Linked DNA regions of Macaca mulatta: regions 2 and 3 are each linked to region 1. The links are chromatin contacts, called in public Hi-C maps. All regions are on one chromosome and are shown on one strand. The core of a region is the stretch at or near the end of the contact, and the rest is flanking DNA. Distances in the headings are between cores, read along the strand shown. Region 1 holds the start of GRSF1 (G-rich RNA sequence binding factor 1). Region 2 holds the start of UTP3 (UTP3 small subunit processome component). Region 3 holds the start of DCK (deoxycytidine kinase).

Region 1 (3,934 bases), core at 1,107-3,606:
CTCAGCACCTGCTCTTACCCCAAAGGGAGGTGAGGGCTGGTGGCATGAGTGGGGCCCGGGCCTAGTCTCTAGCCAGAGGATGTGGGGACCTCTGTCTTGGGGGCCTGCCCTTCCCACACCCCCTCTCCCAGCGAGGCTGTCTTGGACATTTTTGGGACTCCTCTGAGGGATCATGGTTCCTGCTCTGGGCTTTGCTTTTGTCATTTTAACACTAAGGCATCCCAGCCTCCCTTCCTGGAAGATGGAGTATTTGCACTGTTGCCTTTTCTTTTGTCCCTGTTTTTGTACAAAAATGACAATACTCTCTGTTGGACTGTATTTTTTTTTTTTTTGAGACGGAGTCTCGCTCTGTCACCGGGCTGGAGTGCAGTGGCCGGACCTCAGCTCACTGCAAGCTCCGCCTCCCGGGTTCCCGCCATTCTCCTGCCTCAGCCTCCCGAGTAGCTGGGACCACAGGCGCCCGCCACCTCGCCCGGCTAGTTTTTTGTATTTTTAGTAGAGACGGGGTTTCACCATATTAGCCAGGATGGTCTCGATCTCCTGACCTCGTGATCCGCCCGTCTCGGCCTCCCAAAGTGCTGGGATTACAGGCTTGAGCCACCGCGCCCGGCTCTGTTGGACTGTATTTTAACCCAAAAGAGAAAACTGAGCCCCCTTCTCTTTGATACTGCAGGTTCATAGAGCCAAGTCTATCAATTTTTTTCTTGTTCTTTGTTTTTTGGTTGGGGAAAGGGTTTTCTAAGAAATACTGAACTTTCCTTACCTAAAAGTAGTACAGGTTAAACAAGTCAAACTTTAAATGTAATACCCATTGCTTTAAAATATTCTAGCAAAGAAAATAAGGTTTGGAAGATGGTGGCAGGGGATAGATGAAACAAGATTGAAAAGTGTTCACAATTTATGAAGTTCTGGAAATTCATTCTGTTCTTCTGTTTGATATTCTCCACAGTAAGAAGTTTTTAAAAATACTAGCTTTCTCTTATTTTTTACTCTAACAACTTCCTTTTGCTTGTCTCTGACAGGTCCTGGTCTCAGGAGGAGGAAAGCTACACAACCAGTCTCTGTGTGTGTGTGTGTGTGTGTGTGTGCAAATCTCTGTGTTCCCTTGTGAATACAGTTTCATTAGGGGAGGATTCACCTTTGTTATGCGCTTGATCAGTACATAATAAATATATATGTTTTATTTTTTTAGTGACAGGGTTTCACTCTGTCACCCAGGCTGGAGTTCAGTGTTGGCAATCATAGCTTACTGCAGCCTCCACCTCCTGGGCTGAAGCAATCGGCCTCCCAAGTAGTTGGGACTACAGGCCCAGGCCATCATGCCCGGCTTTTTTTATTTTTTGTAGAGACGGGGTCTCCCTATGTTGCCCAGGCTGGTCTGCAACTCTTGGGATCCAGTGATCCTCTCACTTCAGCCTCCCAAAGTGCTGGGATTATAGGCATGAGCCACCACGCCGTGTCTGTATTTCATTTTAAAACAACAAAGAATGCTCTCCTTCCTCATGTATCTCAAATTTGGGGGGTACCAAATCTCCGATATTATCCCAACGATTTTTTTAATAACCAGAGTATCACAATTCCTTTCAGAAAAGGTTCTTTAGCCGTTCACACCACGGGTTTCGGTGGCACATCTTGGGGTGGCACAGACCTGTGCTATAGGTCTCGGCTCTACCCAGAGCAGGATGGCCCTCCTTTTTTTTTTTTTTGAGATGGCGTCTCAGTATGTCGCCCAGGCTGGAGAGAAGTAGCATGATCTCGGCTCACTGCAACTTCCGCCTCCCGGGTTCAAGTGATTCTCCTGCCTCAGCCTCCTGAGTAGCTGGGATTACAGGAGCCCGCCACCACACCCGGGTAATTTTTGCATTTTTAGTAGCGACACAGTTTCACCATGTTGGCCAGGCTGGTCTTGAACTCCTGACCTCAGGTGATCCGCTCCCCCTCCGTCGGCCTCCTAAAGTGCTGGGATTACTGGCGTGAGCCACCACACCCGGCCTAACTTTTTGTATTTTAGTAGAGACGGGGTTTCACAGTGATGCCTAGGTTGGTCTCAAACTCCTGAGCTCAGGAAATCCGCCCACCTCGGCCTCCCAAAGTGCTAGGATTACAGGAATGAGCCACTGTGCCCGGCCCAAGCCTCACTTTCTTTGGGCCTCAGTTTACCCCGCCTGAAAAAAGAGCAGATCGACTGCACCCCCTTCCCGGGGCCCCTCCCAAGCTATGGGCAGCCCCGCCCTAAGGGCGGAGACTGGGCGGAGCGTCGCGCTCTCCTCCGCCTCTTTCGACTCACCGCTGCCCCCTGTGCCCGCGGCGCATGTTCCCGGCACCCCCACCCCCAACCGGCCCTGGATTCCACTTCCGCTCCACTCGCGCTGCAGCCGCAGCTGCCTACAGGCCCCACGCCGCCTCCGGAGTCCATGGCCGGCACGCGCTGGGTACTCGGGGCGCTGCTCCGGGGCTGCGGCTGTAACTGCAGCAGCTGCCGGCGCACTGGCGCCGCCTGCCTGCCCTTCTACTCTGCCGCTGGCTCTATCCCGTCTGGCGTCTCGGGCCGCCGCCGCCTCCTGCTGCTGCTCGGGGCCGCCGCGGCCGCTGCCTCCCAGACGCGTGGCCTCCAGACCGGGCCTGTGCCTCCCGGGAGGCTGGCGGGGCCTTCCCCTGTGGCCACCTCTGCCGCGGCGGCGGCCGCCGCGGCCTACCCTGCCCTCCGTGCCCCTCTGCTGCCGCAGTCGCTGGCGGCGGCCGCGGGCCCGACGCGTAGCTACAGCCAGGTACGTGGGCGCCGCTAGGGACCTGGCGCTAGACCCCTCCCGGGCTGCGCGCACGCGCCCCCGCGCCCCTCCGTGTGCACTTCGCTGGCGCGCCCGGGGATCCGCGACTCGCGCCGCACACCCTCCCCCGTCCGCCCTGTGCTCCTATTGGGCCCCGGAACAAGGGAAGCTCTCCTAGGCGTCGGGTTTTCTCCTTGATTTGTTCTCCCCTCGATTCTGGGTCTGTTGGGCAGTTTAAGTGTGGCTGGGGTGAATGTTGAGGCCTTGTTCCCCGCCGGGCCCATGGTAGGTTTCGTGAGGCTGCTGACGCGCCCACCTCGGATCCCTTTTGCTTTCCACCAGCAGGTTGTGAAGTTGCGAGGCCGGAGCCCGCCGAGGGTTGGGGGTTTCCGTGCAGCGTGAGCGCTAGGCCTGGGCGGCCCTCGGCGCCTCTCGGTGGGCCGCGGCTGAGAAGGTGCGCGCACACAGTTGCGTGGGCTGGCTTGTAGGGAAGGAACCTGTCCCCATCGCGCCCTTCCCTGTCCTGTCCCCAGGGAAAGACGAGCTGTCCCGGTTTACTGAAGGTCACCTCTGCAACTCCACTCGTACAGAAGGTCTTTTAGGACTGTGTGTCGCCTCGTCTGGGAAAGCAGTTTGGAGGTTTAGCTGTTGGTGGGAGGGGGTGAAGGGGAGGGAGCGTTGAGGGTTGAGGACACAATTTGGGGTCCCAGGAATGAATTTACAATGTTTTCCTTTCCATTTTTTCTTTATTTTTTAGAAAAGTCGGTATGTACTTAACTCAGATTGCAAATATTTTGTGTCTTGTAGATGAACCTTTCTCTTATTGTTATGTGGCATCTGGGAAGTGTCTGCACTTTTTAACTACCCAGCCCCTGATTCTTTGGGTCATATTTATCTGAATTCAATTTGTGCTTCTCCTTTAACTTAGGGAGACTGGGAGGCTCATTAGCATGGCTGCTGTGTGCCAGCGGCTGAGCTAATTGATTAGAATCCTGGCCCAATACTTTCCGCTGCCTTTTTCTGTGAAAGCTTGTGATGCTTATGGAATTCTGGAAAAATAGGGAAAGTTGTCTACAAAAACCACAACAAAACAATCTCTAATGAACCTTTGTGAGCTAGCTTCTCTTTTTTTTTTTTTCTGTGAAATTGAGGCAGTGGTATCTGTA
Region 2 (4,428 bases), core at 1,509-4,008, 150 kb after region 1:
CATGCATCATCTCTGCATCTCTAGCAGCTAGCACAATGTTTACTGAATACACAGTGACACAATGAGGAAATTAGCGCTTTTTTTTGTGGGTTTCCTTCACTAGTCCTCTCATTTTCTTCCCTGGCAATATCCTATTTTTACATTCACCACCTTGACATCTTCCCTCTACTTAGAGACCAGTGTAGCAGCAAAGAAAAATGGAACATTGAGCTGGGCGTGATGGCTCATGCCTGTAATCCCAGCACTTTGGGAGGCCAAGGCGGGCTGCTCACTTGAGGTCAGGAGTTCAAGACCAGCCTAGCCAAAACCCTGTCTCAACTAGAGATACAAAAATTAGCTGGACGTGGTGGTGAGCACCTGTAATCCCAGCCACTCAGGAGACTGAGGCAGGAGAATCACTTGAACCCGGGAGGTGGAGGTTGCAGTGAGCCGAGAGATCCTGCCACTGCACTCCAGCCTGGGCTAGAGTGAGACTCTGTAAAAATGGAACTTTGTTGCCACTTAGTTACCACTTACCTAGTAGTAATCATATCAAATTTTTAGCAAATGGAGTGCAAGCACAAGCAGCAACCGCTGCAAATCACCAGTAAAGAAGGGGAAATGGGATTTTTATCTTATTTACCACATGAAGAACTATGAGAAAATATTGACAATTGATGTAATTACGGCATATATCTTCCTTTTTCTACTTTTAACCAAAGTTTCATTCCTATGCTTTTAAACCACACAGAACGTATGAAATCCATGTTAACATTAAGTCCATTTATTAACAAGTAGCCCAATAATTACAGTTAGGTAAATAAAATATTTCAGAACTATTTTATAGGCTGCTTTACAAATAACTCTCAAAGGTGCATTCTCTTTATGTGAAAAGTTACACATGTTCTGAGTTTAACACTGTACAATGAACTGTGAAATTTGCCTAAGCTAATACCTGTTTAACAGAATACTGAAAAACTTCAACATCATCTCTTTTCTCAAGCACCTTCATATTGCTCCCACAGTTCTTATAATCTTAATATAAATTGTCCAATAACCCAGACAAATTTCCCTGTGGACAAGAATTTTTAAAATTTAAAGTATTATATATTAATACAATCACTTTAGTTAAAAGTAAAAATGTATTGATCCACAATTGCCAAAAACTTATGCTAAGCAAAAACTTCATTTAAGCTTAATGCTCTTTTTAACTCCTGCACGAATGCCAGATAATTCACCACTATAACGTTGCTCTTCTTTACGAACTTCACGAACCTGGCCTCTTCTTCGAATTTTGGCTCTTCTGAACTTCTCCCTGTGTTTCACTCTGGGATTGCGGTCAATCTTCTTTCTCCTAGGAGTAAGTCCCCTATTTTTAGCAATTTGATAGGTAATGGCTCTCTTTGCATTTTGATCTTCAACAGCCTGTTCTTCAGTGCTATTTTCTTCTTTCTTTCTCTTTAGCTTTTGCCTGTCTTCTATTTCTTTATAGTACTTCAGTTTAGCTTCTTCATCAAAATCAGAATCATCAGAAAGATCTGTAACAGCACAGGCAGCAGCAGAAGTCTTTGAAACAGACTTTGGTTTGGGCTTGGTGGATTTTGCTTCCGGAATCAGTTCTTTCTTTACAGCATCATCCTTAAGTGTCAACAGATAACGAATTTCTGCGGACAGCTTCTGATCCACAACTGACAGCTTGTTGATCAAATTTCGGTAGGTAACAAGCCTTTCTATGACAGGATGTCCATGTGCTGGGACTCTCCTAGCTTTCAGGATCAAATAAAAACTGATGTTCGAACAATAATTCAAGTAGAGGTTGTACTTGGTCCTCAAATATTGGCTTCCTTTTCCAGGTGGAATGATCCCTTGTTCCACCAACTGTAACAATGGCTCCAGCTCATCCTTCACCTCTGTCAGCTTGACTTTCAGGTCTTCTATCAGCTCCAAGAGTTCTGGGGATTCCTTTCGCAACATTTTCAGCTTCTCCTTCACTGAAACTTTAGCCAAATCCTTCACGACCCGTGTCTCAGTCTCATCTACCTGAGGCACTGGTTTTGCAAAGGCCTCAACCCAGGCGACACCAAAATCGTCCTCTTGCAGCGCTTGGGCTAGGCGCCGCTGAATGATCTGTGCCTCCTCCTCCTCCTCTCTTTCCTCCTCCTCTGCCTCCTGTTGACCCTGCCGGCCTCGGGACTTGGAACCATAGTCCGTGTCATAGTAAAGTTTTTTCCTCTGACCCCACGACAAACTGGGATCCACAGAGGCCTCAGCATCACTCTGCACGGAGCTCCCACCATCATCATCGGCATTCTCCTCCTCCTCCTCCCCCGCACTCCCCCCATCTTCGTCGTCCTCATCGTCCACATCTAGGGCTAGCACCTCCTCCTCCTCCTCCTCGCCATCCTCCTCGTCTCCACTCTGTTCTTCATTCCAGCCCTTAGCTAAGGCGGCCCGGGATCGTGCCTCATGAAAGTCATCTACCTGATCTTGGTAGTAGCTGGTGTCCCCTGGTGAGGGTGGCAATCCTAAATCATCTCCGTTTTCGTCGGTGAGCGTGGGACCTGCCTTGGCTCGCACAGCTGCCCACTTAGCTGCTCCGCGCCGCCGGGATCTCCCCACCATGGCTCACAATCTCAGGTTTTACAGCGACTCCGGACTTTCGGCCACCTCTGACTTCGGTGCAGGAATCAGACGCTCCGATAACTCGTGGCTTTAAACAGCCGCGCGCTCCCCCGCCACCAGAGTTTGCAGACTCAGGATCCGCTACAGGAATTTCTTTTACCTTCCGGCCCCCAGCATGCTCTCCGCGTGGCGTACGATTCAGGACTTCCGCTCGGTCCCTTAGGCGAGGTCACGTTGATACCAACTTCCTTTTCGCTGTGCCCTTTGACGCCAGTCGATTCCGGTGAATTAAAATCTTTCCGTGTGGAAACGATAGGATAAGGAAGTTCCGTTCCACCGAACCCTTTCTTGGGGCTCATGCGCTTATTCTGGAGTGCCTGGACGTGGCTGGCGGACGGAATCTTGACGGCACCTCCAGGCGAGATCCAGACGGCCAATAGAGGGCGCTGCGCTTTACGCCCTGGAGAAGTCGTGGGGGCATTCCATGGAGTTTTAACTGCGCGTGTACCTGGCATTTGCGACCGGCAGGCGTGTGCTAGTGTAGTTCTCCTGCTCCCTTGTTTTCTCTTTTCTGCTTATCAGGCTGGAAGTTAATCAGATTGTTTTTCTCTCATACCCACCCCCCCGCCCCACCACCACATTTCTGGGCACCACAGCCTCAGGCAGCGCCGCTAGACTCCAGAATCCCGCGGGAGGTTTCCGGGGGAGAGCGCAGGCCGGACCTCCGGCTCGGGTTTACTCATCCCCCTCGCCCTCTCCCTGCTTACAGAGCTCGGGGACCCGCTCCATGGGGATCGATAAACCTAGATGACCCTGAGGCTGACGGTGGGAAGGCAGAGCCCCACTGCAGGGTCTGACTCTTCTCGAGGAGGTCTGCCCTGAATGTTAGAGTAATTCAGGGTGTAAGTTTTTAGGCATTACATATGCAAGGTTCGGGGTTAGTATTATGATACCTTTTAGTGTAGGTGGTTGGAAGCTGAACTTTTGATATGTTGCTAAAATTAATGGTGACATGGCTGGGCGCGGTGGATTACGCCCGTAATCCTAAGCACTTTGGGAGGTCGAGGTGGGTGGATCACTTGAGGTCAGGAGTGCAAAATCAGCCTAGCCAACAATGGTGCAACCCAGTCTCTACTAAAAATACAAAAAAAATTAGCAGGGCTTGGGGGCGGGCACCTGTAATCAATCCCAGCTACTCGGGAGGCTGAGGCAGGAGAATCACTTGAACCCGGGAGGCGGAGGTGGCAGTGAGGCGATATCGCACCACTGCACTCTACCCTGGGCGACAGACGGAGACTCTGTCTCAAAAAAATAAATAAAATAAAATTAATGGTGACAATTTCTTTCTGTTTTCTTTTCTTTTCTTTTTTTTTTTTGAGACAGAGGCTCGCTCTGTCGCCAGGCTGGAGTGCAGTGGCGATCTCAGCTCACTGCCACCTCCGATCCCCTGGTTCAAGTGATTCTCCTCCCTCAGCCTCCCGTGTAACTGGGATTACAGGCACACGCCACTACCCCCAGCTAATTTTTGTATTTTCAGTAGAGACGGGGTTTCACCATGTTGGCCAGGATGGTCTCGATCTGCTGACCTCGTGATCCGCCCGCCTCGGCCTCCCAAAGTGCCGGGATTACAGGCGTGAGCCACCGCATCCGGCCAAAGGTGACAATTTCTTTGCAGAAAGTATAGTGTCATTAGGTTAATAGAAATAATGCAAAATTTTAGAAAAGTGATACTTTAAACATTTTCCAAGTGCCTAAAGGTGTCTGAAACATTTTGAAATTTTTACAAGATTTTAGAAAATAAAATTTAGAAAGATGTGGGCAAAAGTT
Region 3 (3,996 bases), core at 656-3,155, 160 kb before region 1:
TGGATTAGAGAGAGGGAAAGTGGATGAAGGTATTGTGGTATTAATCTGAGGGGTTATTCATTCAACTTTACTTTTTTGTTTTGTTTTTGTGTTTTTAACAGAGTCTTGCTCTGTCACCCAGGCTGGAGTGCAGTAGTGTGAGCATGGCTCACTGTGGCCTTGATCTTTGGGCTCAAGCAATCCTCCTGCCTTAGCCTCCTGAGTAGCTGGGACCACAGGCACACCAGCACATGCAGCTAATTTTTTAATTTTTTTTTGGAGATGAGTTCTCACTATGTTGCCCAGGCTGGTCTCAAACTCCTGGATTCAAGTGATCCTCTTGCCTAAGTCTCCCAAAATCCTGGGATTACAAGTATAAGCCACCATGCCCTGCCTCAAATTTACTTTTCAGATGGCTTTGTTCAGCCACTTTCTCCTGTCTTTATATATGGTCTTCTTTATTCAGTAAGCAACTGTCAGGGGTTCCATACTAGTAAACATGCACCGTCAAATAACTTACATTGCTAAGTATAGTATATGGTCTTTCTACTGGTGCCTTAATTATGGAGCAATGAAATAAGAAGTCCTCTTTGAGAATGTATTTTTTTTCTATTGATTTGAATACTAAGCATCTGCCTGCCTTGTCTTTTTCAAGAAGGTACAGTGCTTTGAATGTGGTAAGAATTTTTAAAAATTTGCTGTATGCATGAATGACCAGCACCCAACCTGGAGCTAAAAAAATTAAAAAAAAAAAAAATCTATCAAAACAGGAAGTTTCAGGGGTAGGTTTCCTGAGGTTGGAAATACAGAAGAATCGGACGTTGGTGTGTATCTTGCAAAATGACCTAGTCTTAGCACCCCATCTGAGTTAACAGAAACGTTAGTGGTCTTCGAATCATAATCCAATGTTTACTTGGATGTGGAGTAAGGGGTGAGGAATTGCATGCTATTAAGATCATAAAAGACCTCTTTTCTTGTACTCGAATGTTTCGAGTTTCGTTAATAATATAGCTAAAATAATGTTTCGGTAATAACATAGCTAAAAAACTGTAAACAACCCAGAGGTCCACAACTAGAAAATCGATAAACGATGGTACATCCATGCAATGGAATACTACTCAGCAATAAAAAAAAAAAAAAAAAAAAAAAACTACACACACAAGTAACATGAATGAATTTCAAAAGCATTATGCTAAATGAAAGACGCCAGACACAAAAGGCGATATAGCCTATGATTCCATTTATATGGCATTCTGGAAAAGGCAACACTTGCAGGGATAGAAATCAAATCAGTGGGTGTCAGGGAATAGGAAGGGTGGAGGGCGCTGACTACAAAGGAGCAGGTAGGAACTTTCTGAGGTGATGAAAATGTTCTGTATTTCGATCGTGGTGATAGTAAAACGCATAATGTTTGTCAAACCTCATAAAAGAGTACACCTAAAAAGGGTGAATTTAATGTAAGTTACACCTCAAGAAATCTGATACCCTTCCCCCGCTTCCCTTTGCGAGTTCCCAACAAAGAGGGCGCAGAGGCTCAAAGCGCGCCTCACAGAGACCACAGGCCTGGCGCCCAGTCTGACTCCGGGGACCGCAGTCACCCCGTGGCGCGGGAGGGAAGGGAAGGAAGCTCTGGGTGGGAAAGGAAGCCGAGGGCGCGTCCACACGGCCAGGCTGGAGGGAAAGCCCTCACCGAGGAGCTGCACAGAGATGCGGCGAAGGGAAGCTTCAGCCACTGCCGCGACACCCCAGCCTTGCGTCCCACATTTCTGGAGGCTCCTTACCGATGTTCCCTTCGATGGAGATTTTCTTGATGCGGGTCCCCTCAGAGCTGGCTGAGAGAGACGGGCAGCTTCTCTTGGGCGGGGTGGCCATTCCTTAGTCTTGTGGCGGCCCAGAGCGCGTCCAGCAGAGAGGGCTGGGAGGCGGCCACAGGTACGCGCACTGGAGCTCGCGGCGCAGCCGAGGCAGATCCCGACCTGCCCCGTCCGCTAGTGAGCTCACAGGCCCGCCGGCGGGTGTCGGGGTTTGACTTTGGCGCGCGGAGGCAGCTGAGGACAGGGGCGGGCCTGTGGCGTGGCCCCGCCCTCCTCAGCCCACCGATCTCTGGTTGCCCCTCGGCCCTAGCCCGCCTCCAGCGCGACTCCCCGCATGGGCGCTTCGCACGCCACGTCACGTGGAGGCCGGGGCGGGGCCGCGCGTGTGGCGGAAGGCCTCTACCCTCGCAGCCAGGCGCCCGGGCGGGGCGCTGGAAGAGGTTCCGGAGTCGGGTGGGGAGGAAGGGTGGACGCCAGAGGCCTGAGGGCATTGGAGGACAGGGGGCGTCATCTGCAGTGGGCCGTGCCAGGCTTTGGAAAACCCGCCTCTCCAGTGGGCCTGCTGGAGATGAACAGACGCGTCTGGACAGAACTGGATAGACTTAAAGATTTGAACTCATCAGGGGAGAAGGCACTGTGTGGTAGGAAAATCAAATGGATTTACCCTGGCTTCTCAGCCTAGAGGAAGACTATGAAGCGAAGTTCCGCCCTCGGGAATCGCACTGCCCACTTAGAGAGCCAGGCTCTCTTCCTCTATGTGCTTTTCATTAATTCAGTCTAGTGGCGAAGATACTGTCATTAGCCCATTTACCTACTAGTGGGAAAACAGGCACTGGGAGGCTGCTTGTTCCAAGTGTCAAAGTCAATAAGTGAAACTGGGATGGGAATTTAGGTAGTCAGATGCCACCCACGGGAAGCCTTTCCAGATCTCCCATACCGCTTTCCATTTGATTTGGATGCACGACCATGCTGCATAGAAGTTAGCACGTTGGGTAGGTAGGTTTCTGTTCGGCTGTTAGCCTGCCTAACACCTGGCACATAGGTAACAAAATGTACTGTATGTTGAATTTTTGAATGCCTACTTATGTGCCATGTACTCTGCTGGGACAAACGCAGTGTAGGATTTGTCCCAGCTCGATGAGTGCATTTTTAGTCAGGGTAAAGACCTAATGAGGCAAGAGACTAGGGAATTAGGGTAACCAAGGGTTAAGGCATAAGCAAAAGAACAGCAGGTGCAGCCAGTTCTAGGCAAGACTAGGCAGCATACAGGCCACACCTTCACTCCTGTGATTACAAGACAAAAGTTTCCGCCGGGCGTGGTGGCTCACGCCTGTAATCCAGCACTTTGGGAGACCGAGGCGGGCGGATCACGAGGTCAGGAGATCGAGACCATCCTGGCTAACACGGTGAAACCCCGTCTCTACCGAAAATACAAAAAATTAGCCGGGCGTGGTGGTGGGCGCCTGTAGTCCCAGCTACTCTGGAGGCTGAGGCAGGAGAATGGCGTGAACCCGGGAGGCGGAGCTTGCAGTGAGCCAAGATCGCGCCACTGCACTCCAGCCTGGGCGACAGAGCGAGACTCTGCCTCAAAAAAAAAAAAAAAAAAGACAAGTTTCCGCATCAGCCTGCTTTTCTCAGCCATCTCCATTTCAGCCTCTGATTGGTCGCAGGCCAATCTTTCATAGGGTGTAATCAATTGCCTAGGGGTCTATCAAATTCTTTTAGCCTAGTAAACCTTAAGAACACTGCAGTTGGGACTCTTGAAGGACTTCCTTCGCTTCAATAAATTTTGTGCTTTTGTTACTCCGTTTTGTTGCTTTGTCTTTCGTTGCTTCCTTCTTTTGTTGCTTTGTTTCTACGTTTTGTTCAATTCTTCAACACGCCAAGAACCCAGACAATTCAGAGTCAAGACTTCCCATTCAGTAACACTAATAAACCGGATATTACCCAGTCTAGAAGTTATCTGGTCCAAATTGTCTACAGAAACCAAAGGCCTTGCTATTCTTTTTTTACACTGCAACTACCATGAGACCTGAAAAGGATCTAAATGTGTAGCCAAAAGGGGAAAATGGTGACTCCATCCTCAGAAATAAAGAGCAGAAATTAAATCTGAATCCTTGGCGATCACATTTTCCAGGATTAAACAGCAAGTATCATTCTATGTAACTGCCCTATATTACTGTTATGCAATTATTTTGTATGT

Evidence for each region. Hi-C and Micro-C count contacts between places; a contact is called where the count stands out from the background.
Region 2: a contact with region 1 is called in a Hi-C map of liver, with 3 times the contacts expected there. The contact joins the promoter of UTP3 here to the promoter of GRSF1 in region 1. A contact is called at or near these places in 2 of 14 Hi-C or Micro-C datasets (cortical neurons and liver).
Region 3: a Hi-C map of liver shows a contact between it and region 1, with 3 times the contacts expected there. The contact joins the promoter of DCK here to the promoter of GRSF1 in region 1. A contact is called at or near these places in 3 of 14 Hi-C or Micro-C datasets (cortical neurons, fetal cortex germinal zone and liver).

The regions. Positions count from the first base shown.
Region 1 is chr5:63,013,772-63,017,705 of T2T-MMU8v2.0, forward strand. It overlaps GRSF1 (G-rich RNA sequence binding factor 1), which reads left to right and starts at 2,357. Exons shown (of 10, transcript NM_001267002.1): 1 at 2,357-2,768. The coding sequence starts at 2,415.
Region 2 is chr5:63,166,126-63,170,553 of T2T-MMU8v2.0, forward strand. UTP3 (UTP3 small subunit processome component) reads right to left here and starts at 2,759. Exons shown (of 1, transcript XM_001105717.5): 1 at 742-2,759. The coding sequence starts at 2,601. The coding sequence ends at 1,165. LOC144341169 (a long non-coding RNA gene) reads left to right here and starts at 2,966. Exons shown (of 3, transcript XR_013417952.1): 1 at 2,966-3,141; 2 at 4,139-4,258.
Region 3 is chr5:62,851,259-62,855,254 of T2T-MMU8v2.0, forward strand. DCK (deoxycytidine kinase) reads right to left here and starts at 1,906. Exons shown (of 7, transcript NM_001257554.1): 1 at 1,761-1,906. The coding sequence starts at 1,851.